7 separate regions of the Mus musculus genome follow, and all the other regions are linked to region 1. Evidence: chromatin contacts called from public HiCAR-type, HiChIP or PLAC-seq and promoter capture Hi-C data. All regions are on one chromosome and are shown on one strand. Each heading gives the region's core, a stretch centred on a gene start, on an enhancer-like site or on the middle of the called end of the contact. The rest is flanking DNA. Distances are from core to core; before and after follow the strand shown.

Region 1 (4,270 bases), core at 665-3,164:
AACCCGCCAAGTTAGTTTACCAATCAGTATTTAGGGATAGGGGATTTCCTTGGCAACATATCTTTGCTGTCCATTTATCCAGCTCCTATTGGTTGAGGTATTCAGCTGTGATAGAGGACTTGCCTTGCTTAACTTCAACACTCACGTCTTAACTTGCCAACCAGGATGCTAGTTACCCATGTACATGTCTCTTTCTGCCAAGTAGGATGTCAGTTCCCTGGGCCGTCTTGGGAAGTTAAACTTTACTCAATCTCTACTCAAAATGGAAGTCTTATTCCAAATAGCTTCTTTTATTGGTGTAGGCCTCTCTTTTATGTTGGGGTCTATTCCAGGGGCAGCTTATAAAAGCAAAAACCATAAAAGGTCATACACAGGTGCAAGAAGTGCTGTCTGGTGGTTGGTTCCAGTCCAAGGTTATTGCTGCTAACTATACAAAGCAGTTCTAACTGACTTATATTGTGGTTGGTTTCCAAGAACACCAAAACACAGAATGCCCCATCAACTCGGGCATGAGAAAGTTTCCTTATAATATTAGTAACAGCACAAAATGGGTGGCTAGACACAGGTCTTAACACATAGCAGTTTCATAATAGCCATGGCTACAGAGTAAAATCCAGTCTCAAAACAAAAACAAAAACAAAAAAACTAAAACAAAACAAAAAACCACAAACAAAAAAACAAAACCAAAAACAAAAACTAAAAGAAACAAAAGTAAATTTTATTATGCTGCCCTTAGGCTTATTGTTTTTTAGACATTCTCTTTTGAGATGGTGACTTTTTTTGTAAAATATTTTCTTGAAGATCTAGGGATGGAACTCAGCTTAGGAAAGAGGCCAACCACTAGTAGAACTCATAGACCAGCTGGTAATCCTTGTCTGTTTTTTCAGTTAGTTAGTTAGTTTGTTTTGTTTCGTTTTTTTGTTTAGCTCAGGTTGGCTTTAAGCTACAACCCTCCTGCTCTTGAGTTTCCAAATGCTGGGATGACAGGCGCATGTTACAATGTCCTCTCTTAGAAATTTCTTGTTATTTTTAAGATCAATCTCAATTCTCCAGCATTTACTTCTTAGTCTCAATACATGTATTCACTCCCTTCTGGCAAGCAATCTTTAACCAGCCTGAATCTTGAGTTATCAGAAAGCAAGCTTGCAGCCTCAGTCTTTTCTGTCAGCTGATAATTATTTCTTCCTCCTTTCTTTATCGAAATAACATTGCCATCAACCTTACAGATTAATTTAAAAATAACTTCTATGAAGGTGATATGCCTTCATTTAGAATTCCCAGGTATCTCGGTACTTATCCAGTATTTACCAATGCATTATCTTGTAATTTATTAGTTTGTTGCCAGGAAAGGCCTCTACGTCCTTAAGGGCAGAACTAGGCGTTCTTAAACTTTCTATAGGGACCTTAAATGAGAAGATGACACACAAAGTATATTTGTTGAGTAACTTTTTTGGAGGGTGGACGGGGAAATATCAGAAAGGTGGGGGGTAAAAGGACAGAGGAACACAGGGTACTATTGTGTATACAGATTCTTCCATACACGTTTTTTTAAAGATAGTGTCTCCTGTTGCCAGTAGGAAGCAGAGGTTGGCCTAGAACTCTTTGTGCTCATACTGCTTCGCTGTCCACACTCCCGCCCCCGGCTGGGATACAAGCTGCTCTTCCGTAAACTGGCCCAGAAGAGAGGATACTGAGCGTGGAGAGGTAGTCGGATTCCGTGTCTCTGGATCCTGCTGGAGCAGAGTAGGGTCTCTTGTTTCTCGCCGGCAGCCTCGCGTGGCAACCCCAGTCGCTGACACCAAACTCGGCTGACTGCAAGAAAGCAGCCAGGTTACCTCCTCCCCGCCTCCGTGGCCCCGCCCCGGAAGTGACTTGAGGCCGGTCCGGAACCTCCCGGCGCTGCGGCTGCAGCGTCACCAGAAGAGCCGGAGGGGTCCGGGCCGAGCAGCCGCTGCCACCGCCAACGAACCGGGTGCCGCGCGGGGTCCAGCAGCGCGCCGGGCAGCCGGGGCGGGAGGGGGGCCCAGCGGTCGGGCCGAGGGCGAGGCGACGCGGACGAGGCTGAGCCCGCAGCGGGGCGGGGGCCGGGGCCGGGGGTCGGGCCGGGGGCGGCCCCGGGCTAATGGAGGCTCCGGAGCGGGCGGGCGGCGGGGAGCCCCCCGAGCCTGGCGGGCGGCCGGTACTGGGCCCGCGGGCCTTCGTCCCGCAGAAGGAGATCGTGTACAACAAGCTTCTGCCCTATGCCGAGCGGCTGGACGCCGAGTCCGACTTGCAGCTGGCACAGATCAAGAGCAACCTGGGCCGGGCCGTGCAGCTCCAAGAGCTGTGGCCCGGGGGCCTCTTCTGGACGCGGAAACTCTCCACGTAAGTGGGCTGAAGCCGTCGGCGGGCCGGGCTCTTTGTCTGCGCTGCTGGTGCTGCTCAACTCTGTTCTGTCCAGACGGCGCTGACCTGGTGCAGGATTCCAGGGGCGCGGCCGAGTCCGGGGAGACCCAGTCTCCTCGTTGCTTTCCGTGGGACTTCTGGGTCCTGTCGGTCGCCTCTCACGATCAGCGTTCTGGTCCTTTCTCTTGACGTGCCAGGCTCTGGGGAGCCACAGGCGTACCCGGGCATAGGGACGAGCGGCTCCCATTGGTTCTCCCTGGGGTTCTGCGCTTGGAGCTGCGGGATAGAGAGCTTCGGTCTTTGGGGAAGCGACTCCTGTCCTTGCTTCTGTGGTTTTTTTGGGTTTGTTGTTTGTTTTTTGTTTTTGTTGTTGTTTTGTTTTGTTTTTCCTTCCTCGTCGATCCACTTTACACTTCTTACCGTAGGAAGTAGGGACAGTAAGAGGTTGTGTGTGTGTGTGTGTGTGTGTGGTGTGTTTTTCTGTGTTACTATGTTTCTTGGGGGTCTGGGTTGCTGTTCTGGCTTCCTGGATTTAATTGAAACGATTCGTTTCAAATGGACAGTCAGCGCATTCTCGGATTGAGTAGACGTTGAGAATGTTGTCTTAGAATTCTAGGAAAAGTGTATGTTCCTGTTGTGACATTTCCTCGGTCACGACTTCGCTTATTCTAAGGCAAATAGTGAAGAGCGCTGTTAGGTTGATCCCGGGCTTTGTTGGCCAGACTGTGTGGTTTTGAGTTGGTTAGTTCTTTTGTTTTCCGTACGCACTAGCCGCAAATTATAGCGTCATTAGAATTAGAACGGGGGAAAAGTAATGATGGAGCAAAAAGTTTGGAGAGGTCATTTGCTCTATGCGCGCCTTTACTTTGGCAGAACTTATTATATAAGATTTTTGCTGTTTTGTTTGGTACGCTACATATAATTTGGTAAGACTATGTTTATGCATATGGTTACCGATAAGTGATTGCACAGGGCATGTCATTTGTGTTCCCCAGAATCTGCTGAGTGAGCTGGGTGATGACTCAGGGTTTTATAATACAATAGTGGGCTGTATCTCTCTTCGGGATAATTTTTATGTGCTAATTATTGGGGGGCTTCTGACAAGTTTTTTGTACTCTTCAACCGAGTGAAAAGAGCTCTTTTACTTAAAAGATGCAAAACTAAAGCACTTAATTTGTCTTTCTTAGAGTGACCATAAAGTGGTCACGATTAACAGCTCTGTTGAGTGGATTATAAAGAAGTTTATGGTATTAAGGATCCATAAATGTGGAGATCAATGTAATCAAAGAAAACCCTCTTTTTAAAGGATTAAAATTGAGTTACTTTGTGTGTTCTCCTTAGGTGTTTGTGTAACTTGAACACAGTAAAAATGAAGTTTGTTAGTCACTTTGATAGACTTGCCAAGGAATATTGTTTTCAGGGAATATATGCAACTTTTCTTTGGTGTATAATATGTGTATGTATATGCCAATTTGTGAAGACATCCAGCTTGGATTTATAAGCACAGTTAAATGTTTATTTTCCAATATCTGGTTAATGAGTTTGGTAAATTAGCACTAGGCTTTGTTGCTGTTTTGCCTAAAGTACAAGTATTACCAAGAAATAATAATGGAGTTACCATGCTTGATGTGTAGAGCAGTATTGCTGTTTAGATGGCTTAATGGTGGTGGCTCCTGTTTTCTGTAAATAACCTGCAACAAGTGCTGTCATGTAGACTTTAATTTTGGAATAGTGGTTAAATACTGGAAACTAATTCTTGGAATTGCGTTGCCATGTGACACTTTGAATTTGATAGGGCACACTGTGGTCTTGGGTGTGTGTTTTCTTCTCGAAGACGAATTAGGGTGACATGTTTGTGTATAGTTGTGCTCACCCTCCCCAGTTT
Region 2 (4,270 bases), core at 871-3,370, 1.6 Mb before region 1:
GTCCAGATACAACTAGATGTATTATGACAAATAACTCAGCAGGGATGTGAACAAAAGTTTCCGGGATTGTGTGTTATTTCCATTCAGTATGTTAAATTTACTAGGGCAGCTAATTTGTCAAAAAGTCTTTTTCAGTATATGTTACAGAATTGGATGGCTGAATTTGAACAGACCCTTCGAGGCTTGCCATCATTCAGGTCAACTCCACGCGCTTGGACCTGTCCCTGACCAAAGGATTACCCAATTGGATCTCCTCAGCATTTTCTTTCTTTAAAAAATGGGTGGGATTAATATTATTTGGAGATACACTTTGCTGTGGATTAGTGTTGCTTCTTTGATTGGTCTGTAAGCTTAAGGCCTAAACTAGGAGAGACAAGGTGGTTATTGCCCAGGCGCTTGCAGGACTAGAACATGGAGCTCCCCCTGATATATGGTTATCTATGCTTAGGCAATAGGTCGCTGGCCACTCAGCTCTTATATCCCATGAGGCTAGACTCATTGCACGGGATAGAGTGAGTGTGCTTCAGCAGCCCGAGAGAGTTGCAAGGCTAAGCACTGCAATGGAAAGGCTCTGCGGCATATATGAGCCTATTCTAGGGAGACATGTCATCTTTCATGAAGGTTCAGTGTCCTAGTTCCCTTCCCCCAGGCAAAACGACACGGGAGCAGGTCAGGGTTGCTCTGGGTAAAAGCCTGTAAGCCTAAGAGCTAATCCTGTACATGGCTCCTTTACCTACACACTGGGGATTTGACCTCTATCTCCACTCTCATTAATATGGGTGGCCTATTTGCTCTTATTAAAAGAAAAAGGGGGAGATGTTGGGAGCCGCCCCCACATTCGCCGTTACAAGATGGCGCTGACATCCTGTGTTCTAAGTGGTAAACAAATAATCTGCGCATGTGCCAAGGGTATCTTATGACTACTTGTGCTCTGCCTTCCCCGTGACGTCAACTCGGCCGATGGGCTGCAGCCAATCAAGGAGTGACACGTCCGAGGCGAAGGAGAATGCTCCTTAAGAGGGACGGGGTTTTCGTTTTCTCTCTCTCTTGCTTCTTGCTCTCTTTTCCTGAAGATGTAAGAATAAAGCTTTGCCGCAGAAGATTCTGGTCTGTGGTGTTCTTCCTGGCCGGTCGTGAGAACGCGTCGAATAACATCAATGCTTTTATTTCCTTTTGATTTATGACTCAAAATTACTACTATTCTAATTATTTTAGAGTGACATTAGGAAACATAGACTCCTTCCCATTTTAATATACCTCTCCAAAACTTACAACTGAATGAATGGTAAATTATTCAAGGGGTTCTCAAAAAAAAAAGTTTTTTCTTGTTTTTTGTTTTGTTTTGTTTTGCTTTGCTTTGTTATGTTTGTGTCTAAGTGTGTGCGAGTTTGCATGTGTGTGGATACACCAGTGTGTGCAGGTGACTGGGCGTGTGTGCCTGTGTGCGCGTGCGCGTGTGTGTATATATATATATATATATATATATATGTGTGTGTGTGTGTGTGTGTGTGTGTGTACGTTAAGAATGTGTGGAAGCCAGAGGTTAAAGTACGGTGTCTTGCTTGATAGCGCTCTACTTATTTTTTGAGGTAGGGTCCCTTGCTGAACCTGGAGCCCTCAGGCAAGTCTAACAAGCCAGGATGATTCATGGATTCATTCTCAGCCTCTGAACGTTGGAATTACAGGTGGCCTTCCATAGACACAAACCTAGATCTTTAGGTAAGAACCAAATAATCGTGAGTTGTTCAGTATTTATTTACTGTTACATTTATTAAACACATTGTTCTAAGACTTTCTTTCAAACCGTGATAACACTAGCGCGCGCGCGCACACACACACACACACACACACACACACACACACACACACACGGCGCGGGAAGTATTAAAGGGCTTTCTTTAAATCTATACATTTTTTTTAAGGTAGTACTTATTTTTCACCGATAAGGGTGGGGGAATAAAAGCTGACTGAAAGAAACGCATTCTGGTGGTTTGACTCTGGCAATTACAGAAAGCCTGCAAGGATTGCTTTCCCGGCAGTTTGCAGGCTCCACGGAAACGAAACTGCGTCCGACTCCGCCCACAGGAGTGCTGGCCAATGAGGCGCTGCCCAGGCCTTCCACGCTCTGGGTGTCATGGCGGCCTGCAGGCTGTGCTGCTTGTGCCCGTGCCTCCGACCGCTGGGCTGCGGCCCCCTCGGCCGGCCCGGGCGGAATCGGGCACTCAGCTATTTGCAGATGCGAGCGTTGTGGAGCAGCACCGGATCCAGAGCGGTGACTGTAGACCTGGGACACAGGTGAGAAACGGTGTGAGTTCGCGGTTTTCACGCGGCGTCTGTCTTGTCCATTCAGCCCCAGAAGTCAAATCCCCCCCAGGGTAGGAATCAAGCAGCCTAAGTCTCTTAAGTTCTCTACTCCAAACCTAAGGTCGAGATTTCCTTTTTCCGGATTTAAAGTCTGTCTCCCTTTCCCAAGCTGGCCGCTGCCTTTTGCCTCTTCATCTTCCTCCTAGCCCTGCGGTGAACTTCCTGAGTCCTATTGCCTGTGCCCCAGACATCCTTTCTCTATTTTCCGAGACCTCGAGCTCTGAAGTAGGAAACCCTAGGTAATGCGTTATCGTTCCGTGCCCCAGGTCCACTGATGGCCGGTGTGAGCCGGAGATGAATGCCAGTTATAAGATGCACATAGTCCTGTTAAACCTGTAGTGAAAGTACAGTTACCATCCAACAAAAGGTCAAAAAGGCAAATTTCTCAGTTAACAAGACACACGGCGGGGGTGTATATGTGGATATTTTAAATAATAGGTTTTTTTAAAGCTTTTCCCTAAAGCTCTACTTTTTGTGGCAGGCCGCTGCCCCGTGTCCTCCCTTGGCATCCGATTACTCTTCCCATCACTGTGTTCTGCTTGTTCATTCTATCAATCTTCTTGTTTATGTTCATAGAGTATTTAGGTAGGCATTCACTCACATGGTTTGGCATATAGAAACTTCAGAACTCTTCCATTTATTCCCAAATGCCTACTTCCAAACCCCAGAGGCTAGCTATGCTATGGGTCCACTATGTATTTGGAGGTATTTTATACAATATAATATTGAAAAGTAAATTGTTATGAGACAAAGTAAACAACAACAACAAAACACCATAAACTTAATAGCTTTCTTGGAACAATCAAAATTACATGTAAACACCATAAACTTAATAGCTTTCTTGGAACAATCAAAATTACATGTACTCCCTACCCCCCAAAATCTTTCTGACTTTCTGCATTATTAGAATTCATTGAATAACATACTGTTTCAGTTCTGATATCGCAATTTGTCAGGTCGTTCAAATTTCCTTTGATATAATCTGGTTGTTGACAAACATGCTTTTATTCCACCATCAATTGCTAACTAATACCAACTCTCTGATTGCACATTATACTTTGTACACTAATAATATTTGTGTATTTCTATATATTTCTGTGCATATTAAAGATGCTGCATAGTTCAAAGATTTGAAAGACTTATTAGACTAGAGGCAAAGAGCTAAGACACATACTGAGAGACTACAGCTGGTAGTCCCATTTGGAGAGCAGCTGGAGGCCCATAGGGCCAAGCCAGAGGGTAGAGCTCAGCTAAAGATTGAGGGTCAGAACTGGGTCAAGATGGATGGACATATGAGTCTATTTTGAGTTTTTATTTTTATATGAAGTATGTGACCATCTCAACATCTTTGTTAAGTTTTTAAGCATTCAAAATGTTATTTATCAGAAGATAGTCTTTATTATTTTTAACTTAGCGTACAAAACACTGTTATATATCAGAACATGAAAGTCTTTGTAGTCAATATTCAAAAGTTTGTATTTTTTTCCATAAAGTAATAGAGAAATTTTAAAATTATTTTAATAGGGAAGAGAACAGTTTGTGTGTTGGGTTAATACAGCCAACAAAGCAAGGGACGATAAGAGACTGAGCTGAGTCATAAGATGGGAGTTAATAGTTAGGAATTCCGTTTTCTCCCTACCATACTTCCTTCTCCAGATGCATCTTTTGCCTTGGTTCTCATTGTCTTTAAGCTGCGCTTAAATCTCTTGTGCTTTTGATGGTCACAACTCCTACTTACTCTTTTTTTCTCTGACAATTGGGAGCATTTCATTCTTTTTTTCCCCTCGATTCTCCAATTATTTTTACTTAGCAAAGACTTGTACTGGTATCTTGTATTACATTTTTCCTTTTAAACAGAAAATTAGAAATATCCTCTGGGAAACTGGCAAGATTTGCTGATGGCTGT
Region 3 (4,270 bases), core at 1,071-3,570, 1.6 Mb before region 1:
TTTTTAAAAGCTTCTATGGCAGTGATGAGATGTTTCAGCAGTTAAAGAATTCTGGTGGAGAACCCATCTGGCTATTCACAACTATAACTCTGGTTCTAGAGCATCCAAAACCTTCTGGTAACCACACACATACAAAAACACACGCAATAAAAATCTTTTTTAAAAATGTGTGGCATTTGTATTGTAATATAACTATATAAAGTATTATAGTAATATAATCCAAAAATGATACAAATTATTCTGCAGGACCTTATAGGTTATAAGCAAAACATATGCCATTTTATATGAAAGACTTCATCATACAGATATTGGGATGGATTTGAGTCCTGGAAACAGTCATTTAAATCATCAAAAGACAACTACAGTATATTTACACACACATTTGCACATGCTAAACTATTTCTAAAACAAAATACAGCATAAAACCTAGTGGAAAGAAAACAATGTTCAAAAATTACTTAACATTTTTAGATGATGATAGCAGCATTAAATCAAATGTACAAATGTATAGGACACACACCAAGGAACTGCCCCCAGTCTAACCTCACACACAGTGAGAATGAGAGGGGATCTAGTGGGGAGTGATATAGTCACTGTTTTCTGGAGAATAGCGGGAAGCGGGAGCTGAAGAGACTTACCTTGCATTGCAGAAGTTCTTTGCCATTTTAATTTTTTCACATATAAAGGTATTACTTGTAAAGATCAAGGACATCAGGGGCTCATTTGGGCTACAACCTTTTGGAGTTGTAGTTTCCTTGTAAAAGACTCTGGGGGAAGGTATGGCTATGGCACAGTGATGCTTCCAGACTACAGCATAAGCTGGATGGACCCTGACCAAAACATTCTACAGAGAATGCTCTGGGCACCTGAAATTTCTGTCCTAAAGGCTGAGTGGGCTTCCAGGATCTATCCAGTGCTCTTGCCAACGTTCTTTTCTCCTTTAGAGTGGGCAATGAAAAGGATGCTTAGACAAATCCTTGGGTGTCCTCTAACATTGGGCTAAAACACTGACTCTGGAAAGCTTTCTATGGCCTTCCCCAAACAAGTCATATTTTCCCTGGTTCAAAGTACATTTTGTCCATATCAGTCACAGATTATCAGGGACTTATGTATAGTGATTCACGTCCTTTTATCATAGGCAGAATCCTGTTACATACCATAGGCTGCAATTTCCATATGCAGTCGTTACAGGCAAATGACAGCAGACCAGGCTAATTTTCTTGGTCCCTCATACATTTAAAGAATCGCAATGATAGTTCAAATTTTGAAATCCTTTTCAATCAAGCGACTATGTACATAAGACACCCTTTTAAACATGAGTTGCCGCCTAACCTCGTCAAATCATAAGCACACTTTGACAAGCATGGTGATGACTACAACTCCCGAAATACACCGCGGGATCAACATGTGCACCTGCCCCGTGTTCACCTTTCAGGTTAGAGCCAAGAGTTGAGGGACCATATAAGAGAACGGAGAGGCGGCAGAACTACGCTGGGAGCGGATGCCTTCGGGCGAGCGTCACGCTCTGAGCGACGTTAACTTCACGCTGGAAACCGTTCTTGCGGCACATGAAGCTGAGAGCTCCCCGAGGATTGTGAGGCTGTACGCCTGTGCTTGCCTCGTCGCTGCCGCCGGTCTCTCTGAACCTTTTAATGGTCCGTGGTACCCGGCTAACGGAAGAACGCTTCGGCGGGAAATAGGAACTGTCAACGCGTTTGTGGAACATTAGATCGCCCACTGCTCATCGTGGCCATGGAACACCTTCCCGGCAGAAGCCTCGCAGATTCTATAACGGATTTTAGTGGGTGAAGGCTCGACCTCCCATCGTCTTCACGAATGACTCGAACACCCTCACCCCGTCTCAGTCCTTTTCGGGCTGTCAGCCTGAGTCCCTACACTTGGCTTCACTCTAGTCCTGTGCACGCATTCGGACTTCTCAGCCTGGCTCTGTTCTGCTGAGAGCAAGTCCAGAGTTGACAACCCGCCACATGACCAACATCAGCCCTACAAATCCCGAAGAACAACTCGGCAACTCCATCGCCAAGGCAACCTTCTACACACGCTTCCTCCCGGCGCAGGTAGAAAAGCTCGCGGGACTTCCCCGCCCAACTGAGATTCCCGAATCAGGAAGCGGGGCCGAAAGAGGAGGAAGTCCCTCCTTGGCCGGCTCACCTCGGCGGCGCACTCCTCGCGAGATCGCCGAGGTCTGACTCTCCGGAAGTGTGTTCGGAGGTAAAGGTACTGTGCGTTGGGCTCGTCGGCCGCCGTAGCCCCTGCTAGGGCAGCCCGTACGAACCTGCTGGAAGAGGAAGAGAAAGGCAGAGAGTCGGGTTACAAGATGGCGGATCTGTAGTAGTAACCGCGGCGGGCGGCGGCAGCGGGAGAGCGAGCGAGCTCCGGGACGCAAAAGGAAGGGAGAGTGGTTGTGCGCCGCGGTGAAGGGAGGGGTAGCGGAGACCACGAGCGGAGGGCTCTCGGTGGCTCTGGTCACCCCTTCTCGCGGCTAAACCTTTAGAGCCATGGTAAACTCGGGCCTCTCCAGAGTCGCTGCCACCACCGCCGCTGCCGCCACTACCGGCTCTCAAGAGTGAGGGATACCGGCGAGGTGAGCGAGGAGGTGGCGGCTGGAACGGTGGGGCCAGAAGCCACCATGTCGGATACACGGAGGCGAGTGAAGGTCTATACCCTTAACGAAGACCGGCAATGGGACGACCGAGGCACCGGGCACGTCTCCTCCACTTACGTAGAGGAGCTCAAGGGGATGTCGCTGCTGGTTCGTGCCGAGTCCGACGGTAAGGGTATTGGAACGGTGGGGTAGGGGATAGTGCATCGGTTGCGGCACAACCTGAGGGTTAAGCGCTGCGCTCCGGTACTGTATTCTGACTAGCACCACTAGGGACAGCGCATTGGTCTTGAGCCTGCCCTTCTTTACGATAAAAACAAACTGCTGGGCCTGGATTTACTCTCTGTCAGACGTGAACTCGCAGTTCTCCGCCTCCATCCCTATTGAGGATTTGACTCCTTCTCCCCCCCCCCCCACCCCCCCATCCCAACCCGGTAGTTGAGGTTTAGAATGTATGAGTGGGAAGTCAGTAGAAGACCAGGTAGGAATATCGCCCATGAGATGACCCCCGACTCCCGAGCCGCTTTAGGTACAGTCCTGTCGGTTGTACCTATGTAGCATAAAAGGTTTAGAGAAACTCTGCCTTAAAAACAAGTTTCAGTTGTTCCAATCGCCAGGTGCTGGGGAAAACTAAAACGGACTTTCTCTTGGAGTTACTACAGACTGTTGCCACGAAACACACAAGCACGTACATATTTATTGATTGATCCCTCCAAGGCTGCCGTTGTAGGGAGTGAAAAAGTGGGTTCCACAATCTCGGCAAGTTAGAAAACTAAAGCGGACTGTGAAGTTGTATTTGTTGATTGCAGAATTCATAGAAACCATTTTAATATTAAAAACTGACAGCCATAATAAAAAAGCTACTACTTATATATACTCAAGAGCTGCCCAACTGGAACAGCTAATGCATTCAAGAAATAAAAGAATAGCAATCTTAGATCATTTTGGGCAAATGTTGTACTAGTGCAGAGTCCCTCATTAGGAGTTAAGAGGCATTTATTTCTACATTATGAAGAGGAGGGTTTGTCAAAGGAAAAGGATAAATATCATTTGTATGGTAAGTCTCTCTGGGGTCCTTGTAATTTGTTTTGTTAGACAGGAAATTCAGTGAAACAGCTTTTGTTAAAGTTTAGTCTTCAAATGGTCAATTAGACCTTAAAGGTTTTAGTTACCTCATAGTCTGAATATTGATTTCACATTTCCTTCCTTCTGAGGACATATGGAGGTAGGATGAAACAGTCTAAGTTAACCATGTAGTCTTTATTTAGAAAATATGAATTAAAATACATTTGTAGCTTCAGATGTTCATCTGGTGAGAAGACATGAAATGCTTACTAGATGTGTGCTACTGAAGGTTTTATAATTTCAGACTTTTTTTTTTTTTACTCTTTCAGGATCGCTACTCTTAGAGTCAAAGATAAATCCAAACACTGCATATCAGAAACAGCAGGCAAGTAGTTGTTTATCTTTAATTTGAAAACTTCATCTGTGATCCAGGATGTATTATTTATGTGACAAAGATGGGAATATTTTCCAGACAAGAAAAAAAGTTTGGTAACTAAAATTAGGAACCATATATATTTTCCTTCAGTTTGAGAGTTTCAGACTGAAAAGCAGTTTTTATATTGGTGATTTAATGTTGGTTTT
Region 4 (4,270 bases), core at 506-3,005, 1.5 Mb before region 1:
TTCTGAGGCAGAGAACAGCACATTGGCAGCCCCACATCAGTGAGGTATAAAGTTATTCCAAGTGTTCTGACTTCAATTCTTTTTACATTGCATTTGGTCTCTGTGACACTTCTCATGCATTCAATACAAATACTAATTCTTTTCAGTTCTAAAACTACATCATTGTGGTGTGTTTGTAAGCCCTAGCTTTGCTTCTCTGTAAAAATGCACAATCAGCTGTTACTACCGAGATGTAGCCACTCTTGACACCTGTGGATGGATAGAAGGCATACCATACCCCACACAATTTCTATTAAGGATTTAGTCTCAAAAATACATGAAAATCAGTGGGAGACATAATCCCTCTTGCAGGAGGCCAGGCTATCCCCATGATTCATCAACCTTTTAACAGCACTCTAAATTCTACAGGAACACAAGTCAATTGCTTTGCTTTCTGATCCTTCATAAAAGCTGCCTACCAAAACACTTAACTCGTGTTTGAACTTTAACAGTTAGAATAAAATAAAAGGTTCAGTGATCAAACAACATTCTTTCTTTACTAGATTCATAGAATTTTGGGTTTGAGAGAAGTCTTGCAAGACAATTCAGGATAAGAACCCTCTGTTAGCTGAATCTCAAACAAGCTGCATTGCAGTACAGTCACTGTCGAGTGTATGCAGATACTTCAAATGCCTGGGAACCCATTAACTTTTCAAGCAGGCCACCTCATCCTAGAAAAGTGTATAAAAGATTCCCTTCACTGAAATGTGTTCTCTGCAGCTGTGAGTCAGTATTCACTCACCCCAGCTCTATTGCACCGATCTTTACAAAAAGTCTGTCCCCCTAACCTAAGACACAAGTTCAGACGATATATATTGCTACCCTCCAAGTATTGCCTAGGCAAAAAAAAAAAAAAAAAAAAAACCAAGATAAAGGTTGGATAGGACATCGTTTGTGATTGCTTCTCTATGAACAGAGTCCAATTCGTCTTATGAACTCGGATATGAGCGTGATATGAACCGATCAGAAAGCACTGATGCTGGTCCTTCAAAAGAATGCCACATTTGTATATCTCGTTTGTTAGAAAGCTCTTCCTCCCCATCGCCTGCTTTGGTCCTGCCGGAGTAATCGAATGCCCCCCTTTGCAGATAAAATGGCCAGAGTGAATTTGTCATTTCATAGGCTGAGTCCACAGGGCGACATCTCAGGGGTCAGAAGGAACTCGAAGAAAAACGACGTTTTCCCCAAATAACTGAGGAAGATGCTGGTTACCCAAACAGTCCACTTGCGCGGGGTAGAAAGATACGGGGTGAAGTGACAGGCCGAACATGGGATTAAAGTCTAATGTCTTCAGGACAGGCGCTCGGGCAGAGTGGGTGAAAAGTCTTGGTGAGCAATTTCACGTCTGCAAACAAACGAGCCACTCGGGAAGGGATGTACGTAATTCCTTCTACAAAACTGTCCTAGGCCCGGCAGGCAGAGACAGTAATATTTGGCTTGTTCACAGTCTGGTTCTTACCTTCGCATTTCTGCTCCACAAAGTCCAAGATGGGGATAGACCAATCCGGGCCCCGCAGGAACCCAGCGATGCTCTCCACCACCCATTCCACTTCGTCCTCTTCTTCCGCAGCCATCCCGCTCGCACCCGGCGACGCGGACGCCTAGGCCGGATTCCCCCAGCCCTGTCTGGCCTTTCGGCCGCAGGAAGCGACGGAGAATGCGGGCAGCAAGGTCCCCGCAATCGCCGGGCCCCCAGGTTAGACACCACAAACCAGTTAACGTAAAATGGTCGCTATGACAACGTACGCAGCAGCCCGGAAGTGAGGCCTGAGTCCTGAGCTCCTGGAGGGGGGGGGCTGGATTAGGAACGTTTCCTATTGGCTAGAAGAGAACGGGGCAAACGATAGCCCTCCACTCATTGGCCCGTAGTTGCTAGGCTGAGAGCAGACGCGCGGGCATTGGCTACTGCGCTTAGAGACGGCGTTCGCGCTCCCGTGTGCGCGCGGCCCGTCTCAAAATGGCGTGCTGAAGGCGTGGCTTCCCTGAGGACCTCCTCCCACCTCATCCCTAGCGGTCTTCAGACCCCCTGGCCCTTGAAAACAAAATTGAGAGAAATATGCTCTGTGAGGTTTACTGATTGATTCTGCAAGCCGTTTGCTTGCTGTCTAAGGATGGGTCTAAGCTTAGTTAACAACAACTAAAATTAGGACAAGTATAAAATCAGTTAATCTCCATTTAATTAGGCTTTCATAGACAGTATTTAGAAAGTATCAAGGTTGCTCTCTTCCTACTTAAGAGCCAGAGGACTCCCAAGAATCTTATAACTAGATGTGGTGGCCTACACCTTTAATCCCAATACTCCTGATAGCCACAGGCAGACAGACCTGAGAGTCCCAGGCCCACCAAGGCTATATAATGAGAGTGGTGAGGAGCTGGAGGAGCAGACTCTACAACTTCAGTTTCATGAAAGTGGAAGTGGAGGACTCAGTGAGAACCAGAGGTGACTGTGTGTTGGGCCGACAGCACAGTACCAGGTCTGGTTGAGGGCAGGAGCTACATACAGCAAATGTTCATGGAAAGCTCAGGAGGAACTAAAGGGGTATTAGAGGCAGAGGACCCTGAAGATCTCAACGTTTCAGTGGTTCTCAACCTTCCTAATGCTGCAGCCTTTTAATACAGTTTCTCGTATTGTGGTGACACCCAACCATAGAATTATTGCATTGCTACTCCATATTGTAACTTTACAACTGTTGTAAATCTGGTGTGCAGGATTTCTGATCCGTGGCCCACAGGTTGAGAACTATTTCAATATATACTAAAGCTGTTGATAGAGGACCCAGCTCTCAAGTCAGCAATTAGTATGTTAGCTAGTTAATCTTGTCTTCTGTCCAAGAATTTCCTTATGGACGAAAAGGTCATTTCTGTGGGGATTTGTCTTGTCACCTGTCTCATCATTGAAGTCTCTGAGGACCACAAAAGCTGCTGAGCCACAAAAGTCATCAAAGGGGCTCCAGGCCCCTCCTTGCTGCCCAGCCTATGGCTCCTCAGGAGCTGTCCAAAATGGCGGTATCACAACATCTCAGCCTACAGCCATCATAAGAGCCGTAAGAGTGGTCCACAGTGGCACACTGCTTTTCTCACCTCATCGGGAGCTGCCCCTCAGGAGCTGTTCATAATGGCCACACTTTTCATGCCTCAGCCTACAGCTTTCATGAAGCACCACTGCAGAAGCTGTCCACCGTGGCAGCACCTCCTCTCTAGCCCCCCCCACACACACACACACACACACCACACACACCACACACACACACACACACACACACACACACACACACACACAAACAGCCCCACAGAGATGGAGCCTCAGGTAAAGCCAGCTACATCCAGGAAGGACTTCTCACCCTAACCCATGGGCCCGATGAAAGGAAAATGGGGTGAAAAAAAGAGCCACCAATTCCTGAGCCACCCCATATTCAAGACTTGAAATTCCACCAATTCTCACACTGGAAATCTCTGCCATGAGAAGTTCTGCCCTTCAGAAATCCTATATAAGCACTGCCCCCTTTGTCCAGGGCTCCTGGGTGTAGAGGGCAGCCATCCCTGGATTTGTCACTCCATATCCTGAACCTTCCAATAAATCTCTTTCATAAGATTTCCTGCCTGGTGTGACTCACCAGTCTGAAGAATCCAAGAAGAAGGGAAGCAATGAAAAGAAGATTCTAAGAAAAGGAGCTGGGCTGGCTGAGGCTCCTGAGCCCCTCAGCTCACCTGGGGATCCCCTGCTCTGAGAGCTGCAATGTCTCTGATGAGGAGGCTTCCTCGAAAAGCTGTAAGGTTCCATCCACTAGGATGATACCCTTCCACTGGAACACTGTCCCACCTCAGAGCTGTGTGTTTCCTGGGCTTCTGAATCCAAGAACACCCTTCCATCCAAGCAGAAACACTTACAGTAATGCTTTACAATTTTACTGTGTCATGGAGATGTGGAGTCTAAAGAGATCTATCCCAACCAAGCATAAGTTGGTAATAAGGTCACCACCTAGCCTCAGTATTCACGAGGGAAACCATTCATCTTCAGATACTTCAGATACTGAGCACTGAGACCCATGTGCAAGGGTTCCAAAAGTCACCTACTGTGGTCTTATGAGTGAGATTGTCCTCCATAAAGTCAAATGTTTGAATACTTAGTCCCTAGTTCTTGGCACAATTTGAGAGGATTAGAATGTATGATGTTGTTGGAGGGAACATGTCACCAGAGATGGGTTTTGAGAGTTTAAAGAGCCATTTCAAG
Region 5 (4,270 bases), core at 1,107-3,606, 1.5 Mb after region 1:
GTGTCCTCTGACCTCCAGCTGCATGCCATGGCACAATAAATAATTAAAATGTAATGAAAATATGGCTAATTAATCTTTACATTCTGTCTTGGCCAAGATGCAGAGAAGCGACAGTTAATTAGCGTAGGGTGGAGGAACATACATCTGAGAATAGAATTCAGAGCCTTATGCATGCTAGGCAAGCACATATCCCCCAACCCCTGCATAGCCATTTGTTGCCAATCAGTGTGAGAAGTGAATTTAATGGAGATATTAGAGCCTTTGCAACAATTGACAGTGGAACAGATATGTATGGACATAAATAAATAAACAAACAAACAAATAAAATGGGCCTAACCCTCACACTTCATACAAAAAATTATCTCTCAAAATGAATCACCTATACAGACATAAAACAAACATGAAACTTTTAGAAGAAAATATAGATAAAAATCATTGTGTTTTGTGGTTAGGCAGTGAAACCTTAGACATAACTTTAAAAGAATTCTTTCTTAAACTGGGCATGATGACCCACACCTTTAACCCCAACACTAAGAGAAGTAGAAACAAGCAGATCTAAAAGAGCCAGCCTGGTCTACATAGCAAGTTCAAGGACAGCCAATGCTGCACAGTAAGACCTTAACTCAAGAAACAGGGCTGGGATTCTTTCTCCCACTTAATTTTGAGATGCGGTCTCACTATGAAGCCCTGGCTATCCTGCAACTTGCTATGTAGACCAGGTTGCCCTCAGGCTCACCAAGATGCCTCTAACTCTGCCTCTTGTATGTTGGCACTTACCACTAAGTATGTATGGTGCACTTACCACTAAGTCCACCCCAAAAGAATGAGTTCTAAAATAGAAGCTTGATTAGTTAGACTTGATCCAAATTAAAACGTTGACTTTATAAAAAGGACTATTAAGATGAACTGAGGGCTGGGTGAGATGCCATAATGTGTAGAGGCCCTTAAAACCAGGCTTAACAGTGTGAGGTAGTAGTCTTCTTGCCTCCACACATGTGCACATGTGTGCCCTTCACACACAAAACAAATAAATGATACATGAGAAATGAAAGACTATCTGGAAAGTGTAAACCTAGGGGAAGGTATTTGCAAATAGCATATCTGACCCCCCCCAAATGATCCAGATTATGTATAGAATGTCTATAAATCACTGGTAAGAAAATGGCCCAGTTGAAATGTGCACAAGGTACCTTTTATAGGTAGACAACGTGCTTGAGCAGAGACAATACCAAAGATGAAAAATAGGCACCCAGAGAGATCTTCCATCACTGGCCATTGGAAAAATTCTGTTTTCAGCCACCATGCTATATCATTACTTACCTATCCAACAGCTAAGATTCAAAAAAGGCTGGCATTGATACATAGGAATATAAAGTAGTAAGGACACTCATGAAAATGGTTTGGCAATTCTTTATAAGATTAAATATACACCTTGCATATGCCAGGAATTCTACTCTTAGATACAGATGTATCAACTGACACAGATATAGAGAAATAGAATTGTAAGCTCACACAGAGGTCTCTCTGTGAATGTGGACGAAGGACAAACTGCTGCATATTCATACCACAAAATAAAAAGTAGCCAACTACTGGTGAATACAAAAGCAGATGGATCTACAGGATATTATACAAGGGGAAAGAAAGCCAGTCTTAAAAAGGTAAAATATGGTATGATTCCAGTTACACACATTTTTGAAAAGGATGAATTAGGTTAGGTTAGGAGCAAGAGGAAGATGAGGGCTCCAAATGGGTGGCTGTGGAGTTTTAAGATGGTGGAGCTACATAGATCTATATATGTGTCAGTCCAGGACAATGAGCAAACCAACCTATCTCCATGTTAAGATAAAAACTAAGAGAACTGTGCATTTCATTGTATATTGGTTGGTATGGAGGGCTAGCTGGAGACTGGAGATCTTTTGTTGACCCGTTACTCCTCCTAGTGAGAGCAGACTTCCATGATCTTCCCTCAGTGCTAAGTGAGAGGAATTACTGCTTCCTTGGAGGGAACCCAAGAGTCACTGACATTAGGTGACAGGGATGGCTCAGACAATTTGTGATTCTGAAATGAGAAAGGACAGTGCAGGTCTGGATACAAGAATGACCTCCTGACATGGCTGGGCCCCTATCTCTCCTGGATTCTGTGTGGGACTAAGGCCAACACCCCTCCTAAGGCCATGGGCAGTGGGCAAGAGCGATAGCACTTGCCCTTACAGTCCCACCAAGCCCTAATTCCCATTGTTGCTGGCTCTGATAACAGGCTCCACCCTGCAAGCCCCCTCCCCTCTCCTAACCAGTGGCCACAGCCTGACAGGTCCCTGACCATGTGTATATAAAGGAGACACTGGGGACAAGCACCATCAGGCCAGTCTTGAGTGCACTCAACTCCAGCGCAGCCTCCAACCCTCACCACCACCACCACCATGTCTCTGATGAAGAATGAGAGAGCTATCATCATGTCCATGTGGGAGAAGATGGCTGCTCAGGCCGAGCCCATTGGCACTGAGACTCTAGAGAGGTAAGTCCAGGCACCATGGCTTGAGTAAGCAGGTCAGAAGAGGGATTGGTGAGACAGAAGTGACAAAGAGCAGTTAGTGAGGAGAAGCCACTGAGAAGGGGTCATGAGGACAGTATGGTCAGGACAGTAAGGACAGAGGCAGAGAGGACAACGTGGAGAGGACTGAGAGATCAAAGCTTGTGAGGAGGGGATCCAGGCAGGCAGACAAGCTGCTAAAGGAGGTGGGCTGGCATTCACAGAGCTCACCAGAGTCTTCCATGTGGCTCCTCAGGTATTTGTTGAGTGAATAGGAATGAATGGATGAATAAACAGCTATAGGTGGATAGAGAGTGAGTGGATACAGAGTGGATACAGGGATCTGCCATGTAGACCCTTGTGCAATAGGAAATAGTAACATCGCTCTTGGGGTTGTTTTTAAAAGATTTTGTGTGTGTGTGTGTGTGTGTGTGTGTGAGAGAGAGAGAGAGAGAGAGAGAGAGAGAGAGAGAGAGAGAGCGAGAGAGAGCGCAAGCGTAGGTGCCATTAGAAGCTAGAGGCATCAAATCCCCTTGCATCTTAGTTACGGACAGTAGTGCATTCTCTCCAGGGCAGTAAGTGCCATCTCTCCGAATGCTTTTTGTATTATTCAATGTACATTTTTTTGCATTTCATTTCCTTAAATACTATGTAAACCACTACTTTGTTTTCTGTCTGGTAGGTCTTTAAATTTGTATATCCCTTACATTTTGAGCCCAAGGCAAGAGCCAGTGTCCTAGCCCTCTCCCTAACCAATACTTACTTGTAAAACTAACGCTTTCTCCCGGCCCCTAGGCTCTTCTGCAGCTACCCCCAGACGAAGACCTACTTCCCCCACTTCGACCTGCACCATGGGTCTCAGCAGTTGCGGGCCCACGGCTTCAAGATCATGACCGCCGTAGGGGATGCGGTTAAGAGCATCGACAACCTCTCTAGTGCTTTGACTAAGCTGAGCGAGCTGCATGCCTACATCCTGCGTGTGGATCCGGTCAACTTCAAGGTGGGTTTATGAGAAGGGAGGGAGAGGTCAGCAGAGAAAGAGACAAGGAAAAAAAGCGGGTGGGGTCTCTGCTGCACTGAGCACTGAAATTCCCTTCCCTCCGCAGCTCCTGTCCCACTGTCTGCTGGTCACAATGGCCGCACGCTTTCCCGCCGACTTCACCCCTGAGGTCCACGAAGCCTGGGACAAGTTCATGTCTATCCTGTCTTCTATCCTGACTGAGAAGTACCGCTAAGCTCCACCGCCACGACCCCCATGACCAGCTATGATCCCTCTCCTCCCCTTTATTGAACCCTCCCTCAGGTCTTTCCCTGAATCCCTAATAAATGGTTGAAGAAGGAAATAACTGGTCCTGTGTATTCGGTCTCAGAGGGAAACAGGGATGGGGACACTACGGGATGCACTGAGGTTGGCAGGAACACTGCGGTTATGCACTGCCTAGAGGACATTCCTAAGGTGGCTAGGGGAGGGTCTGGAGAACCCCAGAGTCACAGCTGGCCAGAAGCAGAGCCGCCCACAGTCAGACCTGCCTGCGACTGGAGTTCTCACCTTCCCAAATCGCTTCGCACAGTGTGGTGGGTGGGCGTCAGGTATTCCTCAAAGTCTGATGTCATAACTTCTGCCACCCTGGCAGGTAGGGGGTGTCCCTGTCCCTAAAGGATAAGAAGACTTCCGGTAACTGTCTTCATAGGAGTCATTACAGGTTCTGCGAGTTCAAAGCGAAGGCTCGCACTCACACG
Region 6 (4,270 bases), core at 1,071-3,570, 1.5 Mb after region 1:
TGTCAGTGGGATCATACAGAGTTTGCTGGGCCCTTTGTGAACCATTAGGCCATCCTTGAGCTCCACTCTGACTCCTCTTATTTTGCATGGGACAGGGCAAGCTTTAGCGGGGGGTGGGGGGGCTCTCTCATCCCCAGTACACACTAGATTTTGGCCCCTCCCCATCACTCCTCACCAGCCACCATCTCAGAGAGGCACACAGAACAAGAGATTCACTTAAGTCTGTAGGGAGCTCCTAGTCCCTAGAGGAGCCCTGGGACCCAAGGGACCAGGGATGGCAGAGCACATGAGAGCAAAGAAGCCATCCCTGGGGAAAGGCACCATCCATAGCTCAAAAGCACACATAGCTCAGGGGGTCTCTGATACCAGTCAAATTCCTGGATCCAGGTGGGGTTCAGAGGGGAAAGGGGACCTGTCTAAGCCAGCCACTCAGAAAGGGCTTGGAGTCAGGAGCTAACTGTAGGTCAAATTCTGGATTAGTGTCCACTAAGATGGACACTTCTGATGCCCAATCTGTAGTCCAGCTGAGTCTCTGAATGGAGGAGGGGTACAGAGTTCCCCTGTACTGACTCAGAAACCCCTCCCAGAACCCAAAGGAAGCAGGACAAAACTGGAGAGGCTCCAGAAGGGTAAACTGAGTCTGCAACAACAGCTTCAGTCACCAAAAGCCGGGGACACCTGCCTCAGACCTGAGCCCAACGAACCCTGTTGATGTTATAACCGGTGGCAGAAGTAATCACTCCTGTCCTCCCATTTTACAGATTGACTCAGAGAGGCTTTTTACTGCCTGAGGTCACAGGGCCTCAAGGGAGTTCAGCACCTCGGCCAGGTCTGCCAGGGAACTGGGAGGGATCCTTAGCTCCAACGGCTGCAGAGCACTTGGGGCTGGGCAAGGGAAGGGGCTCCGCTGAGGACTAGAGCTAGGGCGATAGGAGGGAGGGCCCTGACTGTCCCTTAATGGGAGACCCAAACCAGCACCTCTAGACCCCGAGGGGAGCTATACTGGCTCACCCAAGTGGACTTCCCAGTAAGGCTCCTGCAGAGGAGCTAGCCAGCCATGGAGGCTGCCTGGAGTTCTGTGGACTGGTGCCAGAACCTGTACTACCCTACCCTGTACTGTACTGGACCTACCCGACACCCTTGCCCTCTTACCCGGATTGCCCAGAATGACCCTGGTAAGCATAGGGCTCAGCCTCTGCAACCTCTTGAGAACTGGCCAGCTGCTGAGTTCCCCAGCATCCTCTAGGCTTAAGGGCGGGGGCAAGGGGCTGAGGCTCGCCCCATGGAGGTGGGGAGCACCTAGCCTGGGACTGCCCCGACTTCTTAGCTGGTCTAAACCTGAAAAGCCAGTTTCATCCTAGAATCTTCTCCCGGCTTCAACAGGAAGTGGGGAGGGGGGGCTTTCCCAGGACAGAGCGGGGGGCCTCCGGATCCAGGCCCCGCCCACGCAGACAGACACACTACTCCAAGAGGCACACGGAGCAGGAACTCTGGTCCGGACTATCTGAGCGGAAAGAAAGCCTAGGGGGAGTCCCTTGACCGTTCTCCACCCAGCTCTACTAGCGTGCTCCCAGCAGGACAGACAGGCCCTCTCGCCTATCCCTGAGCCCTTGGGGTCCGCGGTCACCCCACCGCGCCCAGGCCTACTTCAAGATCCCGACTGTGGCCTCGGGCTCGCCCCCGGGGCCACTGTACAGGGCAGGAGATGTCTTTGGAGGCACTTCCCGAGTTTGCCGATGCGAACCGGGCTGAAACGGGCCGAGCAGGCCCAGCCGAGCTCCCCGGCCCGCAGCTGCCACTGTTACTCCCGTGAGTGGGAGGAAGCGGACCCTGTGGCCCGAAGTCGCGCTCTCTGTGCAGAGTTTCAGACGCCACCTTCGGGGCCCTGGGAGCACGGAGGGCATGGGGTGTGGGGGCTGGCAGCGGAGGGGCCGCTCAGGGCGGCTGCGGCCCCCGGACTCCTGTCCCCGGGGACCCGGCGGGGCTGCTACTCCGCTGCCCCGCCCGCCAGGCCGCGCCGATCCGACCACGGGCTATTTCTGTGGGGCGCCGGGCTGGAATCCGGGCCGCGCCGCCTGCGCCGGCGCTCGGGAAACTCCGCGCACCGACTGCCAGCGATCGGCGGACACGCGCCAGAACGCAAGCTCCGCACTCGCCCGCCCGGAACCCCGCGCAAAGACCCCGGCCGCCACTCACCGCCGTAGGGTCCTCAGAAGGGTCTGCACCGGCTGCTGCCGCCGCTGCGGGCCGGGAGGGCGCCCGCGCCTAGTCCCTGCCTGCGCCGCCCGCGCGCCGGCCCGACCCGTCCGCCTGGGAATGCCACGGGCCGAGGGGCGTGCGCGCCGGGGGCGGGCCCGGCAGAGGGGCGGCCGCCTGACTCAGGGCTGAGGAATGCGCGCCGCCCGCTGCCAGCCCCGGGCGCCTCCTCCGGGAAGACCTCCGGCTGTGCTCTGCCAGGGGTCCCGCAGAGACACCTGTAGCTGGGAGTCGGGCTCGCCAGCGACCACCTTAATCATAACATCTGTCTTGGACTCGCCTTTCCATACTCCTTCATCTTGTGCTGCCCCTGTGCTTGGGAAGAGAGGAAGGGGACCTCCAAAGCAAGAGGGTGGCGTGGGAAGGGACCTAAAAGGCAGATTGAACGCCCCTTCCGAAGGCACGCACTGGCACATCACTGAGGGTCCCGAAGCTCTCACTTGTCCTGTGCACACGCGCCTGATCTTTCTAACAAACATTCATGCATTCAGGCCTCTCGCACCTGTTTACACAGACACGTGCGCACACCTATTCAAAATGCACTTCCATGGGCTCACACTCTCTACCCTAACACATTTATAAGTGTGCACACTCACGTTCATACACTGATACACCATTTCACAGGAACCGCAGCTCAGCAATTACCCCTTCCCCTACTTCTTTCCCAGCAGGTACAAGGGTTAGACTACACCTGCCACCCCTCAAGCCATTACATCCGCGCATGCGCTCACTCTTCTCTCTTCAGCCTCAGTGCTCACGTATAACGTCAGGCACGGTTCATCACTCTGTATACTGGACAGGAAGTGCTTCTTTTGCTCTCGGCTGAGGCTGAAGGCTGAGGGAGAAGAAAGCTGTCGTGGTGCAGATGTTCTGGGCTCCTGTAACCCACACATGCCAAGCCAGAGATGGGACAGTCTTCATGCCTAGCATTCTTGACTCATGCTAGGAATAAGCAGGGTCTGGACGCCCAAACTGGGCTGGCTGGAGGTGCGGGGGTTGCATCCTTTCTGGAAAATCAGGGAACCGGCCACAGGAACCGGGCATCTGGTGCCTGTAGGTCCCTACTCCTTCCTGCTGTGGATGCTGCAGGGTCACCTAGACCTTTGTTGAGACCTAGAAATCTATTACCAGCTGCAAGAAGTCCTACAGGAGACTCACTGTGAAGACACACCCAGGGGTCAGTCGTCTTTTCTTACAGAAAGAATTCTTCTGTGTTTATTTTTATCTCTGTGTGTGGTTGCAGGTGCCCACACATGCCAGAGGGGGCATCAGATCCTCCTGGAACTGTAGTTATAGGCAGTTGTGAGCTGTCCAGTGTGTGTGCTGGGAGCCAAGCTCTGGTCCTCTGTAAAGGCAGAAAGCTCTCTTAGCTGCTGAGCCATCTCTCCAGCCCAAGTCATCTTCAATGCAAGAATACCACAGTGCTGTCAGCACACAGTGACAGAAAAGTAGCTTTCCAGGACTCATTGCTCCATCGACCTTGGAGTTCCCATAGTGCAGGGGAGTCTGTGACAGCCCCCGCCCCTGGCAAACCCCTCCATGTCCATCCACACACACAGGCGTTGTTCCTGAGAGCATGATGCCTACAGACAAATGCCCATCTCAGCATATGGCTTCAGGATTCCCCAGGTGAAACACATCCTCAAGTCCTGAGTCAGGGCATGGACAGTTTGAGCAGAGGAGTGTGGACAAATAGTCAAGCCTTCATCCAGTCTCCACAGACCCAATTCTCCACAGTCCCAGAACCTCCTACCTGCCCTATTGACCTAAGCTTTGGGTGGAAGAATCCAACCCGTGGCTTCTCACATACTTTTATTGACTGTGCCGAACAGAAGTCAGCTGCAGTTTCTAATACTCTGGAACTGGTGAATAGGTGTTGGGATAGACAGGCTTCTACACTACCTCCAGGTCTTGTGTAGTACTCTGCCAGCATCTGTGTGGTTAGAATCCCTGAGCTGTAAAAGGAATCTCAACGGGTACTTCCTGAACCCACAGCTTAGCTTCCAAGCACCCC
Region 7 (4,270 bases), core at 1,254-3,753, 1.4 Mb before region 1:
CTAAAGTTTCCTGTTTTTACAATTAACTCCTCATGTTTCTTTCTTTCTTTCTTTCTTTCTTTCTTTCTTTCTTTCTTTCTTTCTTTCTTTCTTTCTTTCTTTCTCTCTCTCTCTCTCTCTCTCTCTCTCTCTCTCTCTCTCTCTTTCTTTAGTGTGTGTGTGTGTGTGTGTGTAAGCATCTGGGCTATCTGGTTCCAGAGGGGAATCCAGTTTTCTGTGAGGGATGGTTTGAGTACTAAACGTAAACTGGATAAATAATGATAAGTTAATGTAATGTTCCTGTATTAACCCTTCAGTCAACACTGTCCAGAATGTCTTTTGCCTGATGTGCTTGGTATTAGTTCTTTATGGGTTTTCACTTTTAAGGGAAATAAATCCATTTGTCTTACAACAACCTTAACATAGTTATGGGTACTTTCATGTTGTCAGATTTCTGAGAGATTACAAAGAAAAGGAAAAATGTCAGGTATTGGAGCTCCTAAAAGCCATGCTTTCATATGGGCGTCACCTCTCCCTCTATACCCCACTTGCTAATCAAAGAACTGTGATTAAGGAAGAGTCAGCAAGAGCAAAAGAAAAAGACTGTTTATAACCAGGATGACTCAGGATTTCTGCATAGGCCAGGAAAATTCGAGGCTATGCTCTGTACTACATGGATTCAGTATAATCCGAAGTATGATGATTTTAGAAGGCCTTTCGTTTGCAGATACTCCAGAAGCAAGGCATTTTTTTTTTCTCCTGCAACTGAACTCAAGTAGAGGCTGTAGTGTTCCAAGTTGTTTATAAAGATTAGAATTCCGGGGAATAATGACCACAATGCTACTGCTTGCAGTAGCAGATCATTTGCAATGAACTGCCATCTCATGGGTCTTTATTGTTTTTTCTTGCTTTACATGGGAAGAGAGGGGCTCAGTAATGTGTCTAGGTTCACACAGCTAGTGAGTCTTGCTATCAGAAATCCTGAAGGTTCGTGCCCCACGTTGGACGCAAACAAACTTTTGCTGGGCGTGGTGGTGCACATCTTAAATCCCAGCACTTGGAAGGCAGAGGAAGAGGCAGGCAGATTTCTGAGTTCGAGGCCAGCCTGGTCTACAAGTAAGTTCCAGGACAGCTACACAGAGAAACCTTGTCTTGAAAACAAGCAAACAGACAAACAAACAAACAAAAGAAATCCTGAAGAAATTGTGGTGTTTAATTTAGTATATGATAAAACATGTTTACTGTTACCTTAAATTATGAGAGATGGAGAGATGACTCAGTGGTTATGAGCTCTGGTTGCTGGTGCAGAGGACCAGGGTTTGATTCCTGGCATCCAGTGGCTCATGGCTGCCTCTAACCTCTGTTCCAGGGAACCTAGTGCCCTCTTCTGACCTCCACAGGAACCAGGCACATAAGTGGGGAAGAAACATACATCCAAGGCAAAAATTCATACAATCAATGAAAAATAAAACATACAAAAATAGATATCATTAAACATATGAGTAGTCAAAGAGGATAGGTACTTGTAAGCACTGTGCAAACATAAAATGCATTGTAATATCACAATACCATATTGTGTTTGGAAAAAGATGTTTTCTATTCCATCTTATCCTGGACATGCTATGGGTATGAGGAAGAATAACATTTAATTTGCTGTGGAACTGTCATATTTTGATGGGCCCTCTAGTACATAAGATAAATGATTTTTAACAAATGTTTGTCACACAACTTGGATGATTTCTAAATATTTTCTCTTGTGGCTCTCAATTTGGATTTTTTTTCCCAGTGACCAAGAAGTCAAAAAATAATGCCTGCATCATGGAAACTCCAGTCAGGAAATCCCATGTTGAAAGGCAGCTTTGGTTATTCTCGACTCTTATAAATATTTCATATATATATAATATATAAATTATATAAATATATATTATATCTATAAATATTTCATATATATATGAAAAGACGGGAAAACAAAAACAACCTCCATCCCCCCAAGATGTGCTTTTGCTTCTTGCTGCAGCTTTCCTAGGCCTTTTAGGGGGCGAGAAAGCATGTTTAACAGAGCAAATCAAAGTGTCCGAAAGAGGATGTCTGCACCCCTCGTGTTTAAAAAAAAGATGGGTTTCGTTCCTTTTCCTTCACACATGAAAGAAGGCGCTCCAGGAGGAAAGAAACCATAATTAGACATGAGCGAGCAAGCAGACAGACCCGGTTCCTCAGTCTTGCCCGGTTCCTCAGTCTCGCCCCCTACACCCTGGCATCCGTCCGGGGCGCGGACTCGACGCGGGCCCCCGCCGCAGCTGCATCGTCCGCGCGTCCACGCTCCGCCAGAATCTGGGCGGCGGCGGGCCGGCCGGGGGCGCGCTCACGCGGGAGCGCGCTCTTGCAGCGGTTTTCTTCTCCCACAATCCAGAGGTAGAGGCGCGGGAGGGCGGGGAGTCGGCGGAAGGATACTGGCGCGGAGGGAGTGGCGCGCTCGCCCGCCAGGCCGGCGGCGGGTGTGCTGCGGCACTGCGGTTCCGAGGCCGTTACCCTAGCTCCTCCAGAGGGCGGCGGAGGAGGCTGGAGCGCGGCAGCGGAGCGTCCGGGCGTCGCTGAGGCACACGGAGGCTGGCGGGGCTCCTGCAGCCGGACGGTCAGGGACACGCCTCGGTGCTCCGGACCCCGGCCAAGGCCAGGGCGCTGAAGCGAGCGCGAGGCCGCGGAGGGATGCTGAGCGCCTGGAGAGGGGCGAGCCGCGCCTGAGGCTGTGAGGTTGCGGGCAGACGCTCCCAGCTCTCGGCGCCCGTGCCCACTGGCGGCCGGAACGCCCAGAACCGCTCGCCCAGGTCCAGCCCGGCCCCCTCGGCCCCCACGTTGGGCTTGAGTTCTTGGCGGCCGCTGCGCTGGCCGGCTCCCCCCGGGAGCGGGGCAACCTTGACGGGCTTTTTGTCTCGTGCCCCGGCCGCTCTCCGCGTCCTCCTCCTCCAGATGCCTTTTTTCTGCCCCTCCTCACCGGGTGCAGACTGCCAGCATCGGCTGCGGCTCAGCGCGGGATTCGGGCTCGTTTCCCCGGGGGGGCTAAGGAGGGACAGCTCTTCCCCTTCTTCGATGGGATTTTCCTCTCCTGCCGGAATGAACTTTCATTGATTCCGTCTTCTACATTTACTGACCAATTCCCTGGGCGTATTTGTGGTACTTCCTCCCCCCGCCCCCTCCTGAATATATAATCTGTAAAATGGAGAACGAAATCTTCACTCCCCTTCTGGAGCAGTTCATGACCAGCCCCTTGGTCACTTGGGTAAGGAAGATGTCCTTTATGGTATATTTGGCCGTGTTATTTGTGGCTGCAGAGATGGAGGTGGGCGTTCACGTCGTGATAATCCTTCTGTTCTAGGTTAAAACGTTTGGACCTCTGGCTGCAGGAAATGGGACTAACCTGGATGAGTATGTGGCTTTAGTGGATGGGGTATTCTTGAACCAGGTCATGCTCCAAATGTAAGTGTCTTCTTCTTTCTTGGTAACTTATATTCTTTGAAACATTACATACTTTGAACTTAGATTTCACGACTTAATTTGGTTCTTTGGCCAGAAAAAAAAAAATCAGGTAGTTTAATTGGATCTTGGAAGGAGCGGTATTCTTATGTGCCTGCCCCATTTATCACAACCAAATAGTTATACCTGTTAAAATTGGTAAACTTTATCCGTGACTTTGCCAATTCTGTTTTGTCATTTATTGTCTTGACTGCTGAAATTCAAACTACATTGTGTCATCTTTGGTCATTTGGTAAAATGACGGAGATAGAGAAATCTTGTCTACCACAGGGAAAAGACTTAACTGAAGTTATATATGTGGAAAGATATTTATTAACCTTTTTAGTATAAGAATAAGTGGTTCAAAAATGGAAAGTGGTGAACTAATATGTTTCAGAAGTGAAAAATTCAGTTAACATTACAATTGGTCAGGAAGACTTTGTAGCAAACAATTTAAATATCCAAGTTTGATTAGATGGCTTATTGTGTTATTGATGAATTATTAAATTGTTTAATATTTGAGGAATTGTTTAAAGGTATTTTGAGGTTTATAAATAACTGAAGTCTTGAGAGCTGGGTTAATTAGTTAAATCTTTTGTTTGTAATACTGAGCATCTGTTAAGTAGGAATGGGGTTTTTGAGCTAGAAATTGAATATTGAAAGCATATCAGTACTTAGATCAGAGTAATACAAATGACTCCATTTTATTGTTACGGTATTGTAGTGCAGATTCATTGTGAGTACTAAAGTGGTTATCAGTTGCTGAAGATTTAGACTTCTT

The links. Promoter capture Hi-C pulls out the DNA fragments that hold promoters and counts their contacts. HiCAR-type assays count read pairs that join an accessible place to other places. HiChIP or PLAC-seq counts read pairs in DNA pulled down with a chosen protein or histone mark. Capture Hi-C pulls out chosen DNA fragments and counts their contacts.
Region 2: a contact with region 1 is called in an H3K4me3 HiChIP or PLAC-seq map of pro-B cells, with 6 times the contacts expected there. The contact joins the promoter of Pnpt1 here to the promoter of Psme4 in region 1. A contact is called at or near these places in 1 of 39 promoter capture datasets (pre-B cells), 2 of 115 datasets of contacts at active chromatin or transcription factors (the 230-238 cell line and pro-B cells) and 1 of 9 other capture datasets (adipose tissue).
Region 3: a HiCAR-type map of astrocytes shows a contact between it and region 1, with 6 times the contacts expected there. The contact joins the promoter of Ppp4r3b here to the promoter of Psme4 in region 1. A contact is called at or near these places in 3 of 39 promoter capture datasets (the C10 cell line, cranial neural crest and pre-B cells), 1 of 484 Hi-C or Micro-C datasets (CD8 T cells), 8 of 115 datasets of contacts at active chromatin or transcription factors (astrocytes, embryonic forebrain, embryonic hindbrain and 5 more) and 2 of 9 other capture datasets (adipose tissue and liver).
Region 4: a contact with region 1 is called in a promoter capture Hi-C map of adipose tissue, with 4 times the contacts expected there. The contact joins the promoter of Cfap36 here to the promoter of Psme4 in region 1. A contact is called at or near these places in 3 of 39 promoter capture datasets (the C10 cell line, hippocampal neurons and second pharyngeal arch cranial neural crest), 1 of 484 Hi-C or Micro-C datasets (CD4 T cells), 2 of 115 datasets of contacts at active chromatin or transcription factors (large pre-B cells and stem cell-derived neural progenitor cells) and 3 of 9 other capture datasets (adipose tissue, liver and macrophages).
Region 5: a promoter capture Hi-C map of stem cell-derived epiblast-like cells shows a contact between it and region 1, with 2.7 times the contacts expected there. The contact joins the promoter of Hba-x here to the promoter of Psme4 in region 1. A contact is called at or near these places in 2 of 39 promoter capture datasets (embryonic stem cells and stem cell-derived epiblast-like cells) and 1 of 115 datasets of contacts at active chromatin or transcription factors (embryonic stem cells).
Region 6: a promoter capture Hi-C map of pre-B cells shows a contact between it and region 1, with 2.7 times the contacts expected there. The contact joins the promoter of Rhbdf1 here to the promoter of Psme4 in region 1. A contact is called at or near these places in 2 of 39 promoter capture datasets (liver and pre-B cells) and 2 of 115 datasets of contacts at active chromatin or transcription factors (astrocytes and pancreatic cancer cells).
Region 7: a HiCAR-type map of astrocytes shows a contact between it and region 1, with 5 times the contacts expected there. The contact joins the promoter of Ccdc88a here to the promoter of Psme4 in region 1. A contact is called at or near these places in 1 of 39 promoter capture datasets (cranial neural crest), 1 of 115 datasets of contacts at active chromatin or transcription factors (astrocytes) and 2 of 9 other capture datasets (adipose tissue and liver).

Annotation. Positions count from the first base shown.
Region 1 is chr11:30,769,861-30,774,130 of GRCm38.p6, forward strand. It overlaps Psme4 (proteasome (prosome, macropain) activator subunit 4), which reads left to right and starts at 1,915. Exons shown (of 47, transcript NM_134013.3): 1 at 1,915-2,364. The coding sequence starts at 2,123.
Region 2 is chr11:29,128,624-29,132,893 of GRCm38.p6, forward strand. Pnpt1 (polyribonucleotide nucleotidyltransferase 1) reads left to right here and starts at 2,121. Exons shown (of 28, transcript NM_027869.2): 1 at 2,121-2,295; 2 at 4,222-4,270. The coding sequence starts at 2,135.
Region 3 is chr11:29,170,656-29,174,925 of GRCm38.p6, forward strand. Ppp4r3b (protein phosphatase 4 regulatory subunit 3B) reads left to right here and starts at 2,321. Exons shown (of 16, transcript NM_134034.3): 1 at 2,321-2,792; 2 at 4,018-4,073. The coding sequence starts at 2,651.
Region 4 is chr11:29,245,517-29,249,786 of GRCm38.p6, forward strand. Cfap36 (cilia and flagella associated protein 36) reads right to left here and starts at 1,756. Exons shown (of 10, transcript NM_025740.3): 1 at 1,499-1,756. The coding sequence starts at 1,613.
Region 5 is chr11:32,274,244-32,278,513 of GRCm38.p6, forward strand. Hba-x (hemoglobin X, alpha-like embryonic chain in Hba complex) reads left to right here and starts at 2,357. Exons shown (of 3, transcript NM_010405.4): 1 at 2,357-2,515; 2 at 3,326-3,530; 3 at 3,637-3,873. The coding sequence starts at 2,421. The coding sequence ends at 3,765.
Region 6 is chr11:32,219,973-32,224,242 of GRCm38.p6, forward strand. It overlaps Rhbdf1 (rhomboid 5 homolog 1), which reads right to left and starts at 2,321. Exons shown (of 18, transcript NM_010117.2): 1 at 2,197-2,321.
Region 7 is chr11:29,371,155-29,375,424 of GRCm38.p6, forward strand. It overlaps Ccdc88a (coiled coil domain containing 88A), which reads left to right and starts at 2,504. Exons shown (of 31, transcript NM_001363368.1): 1 at 2,504-3,256; 2 at 3,353-3,453. The coding sequence starts at 3,194.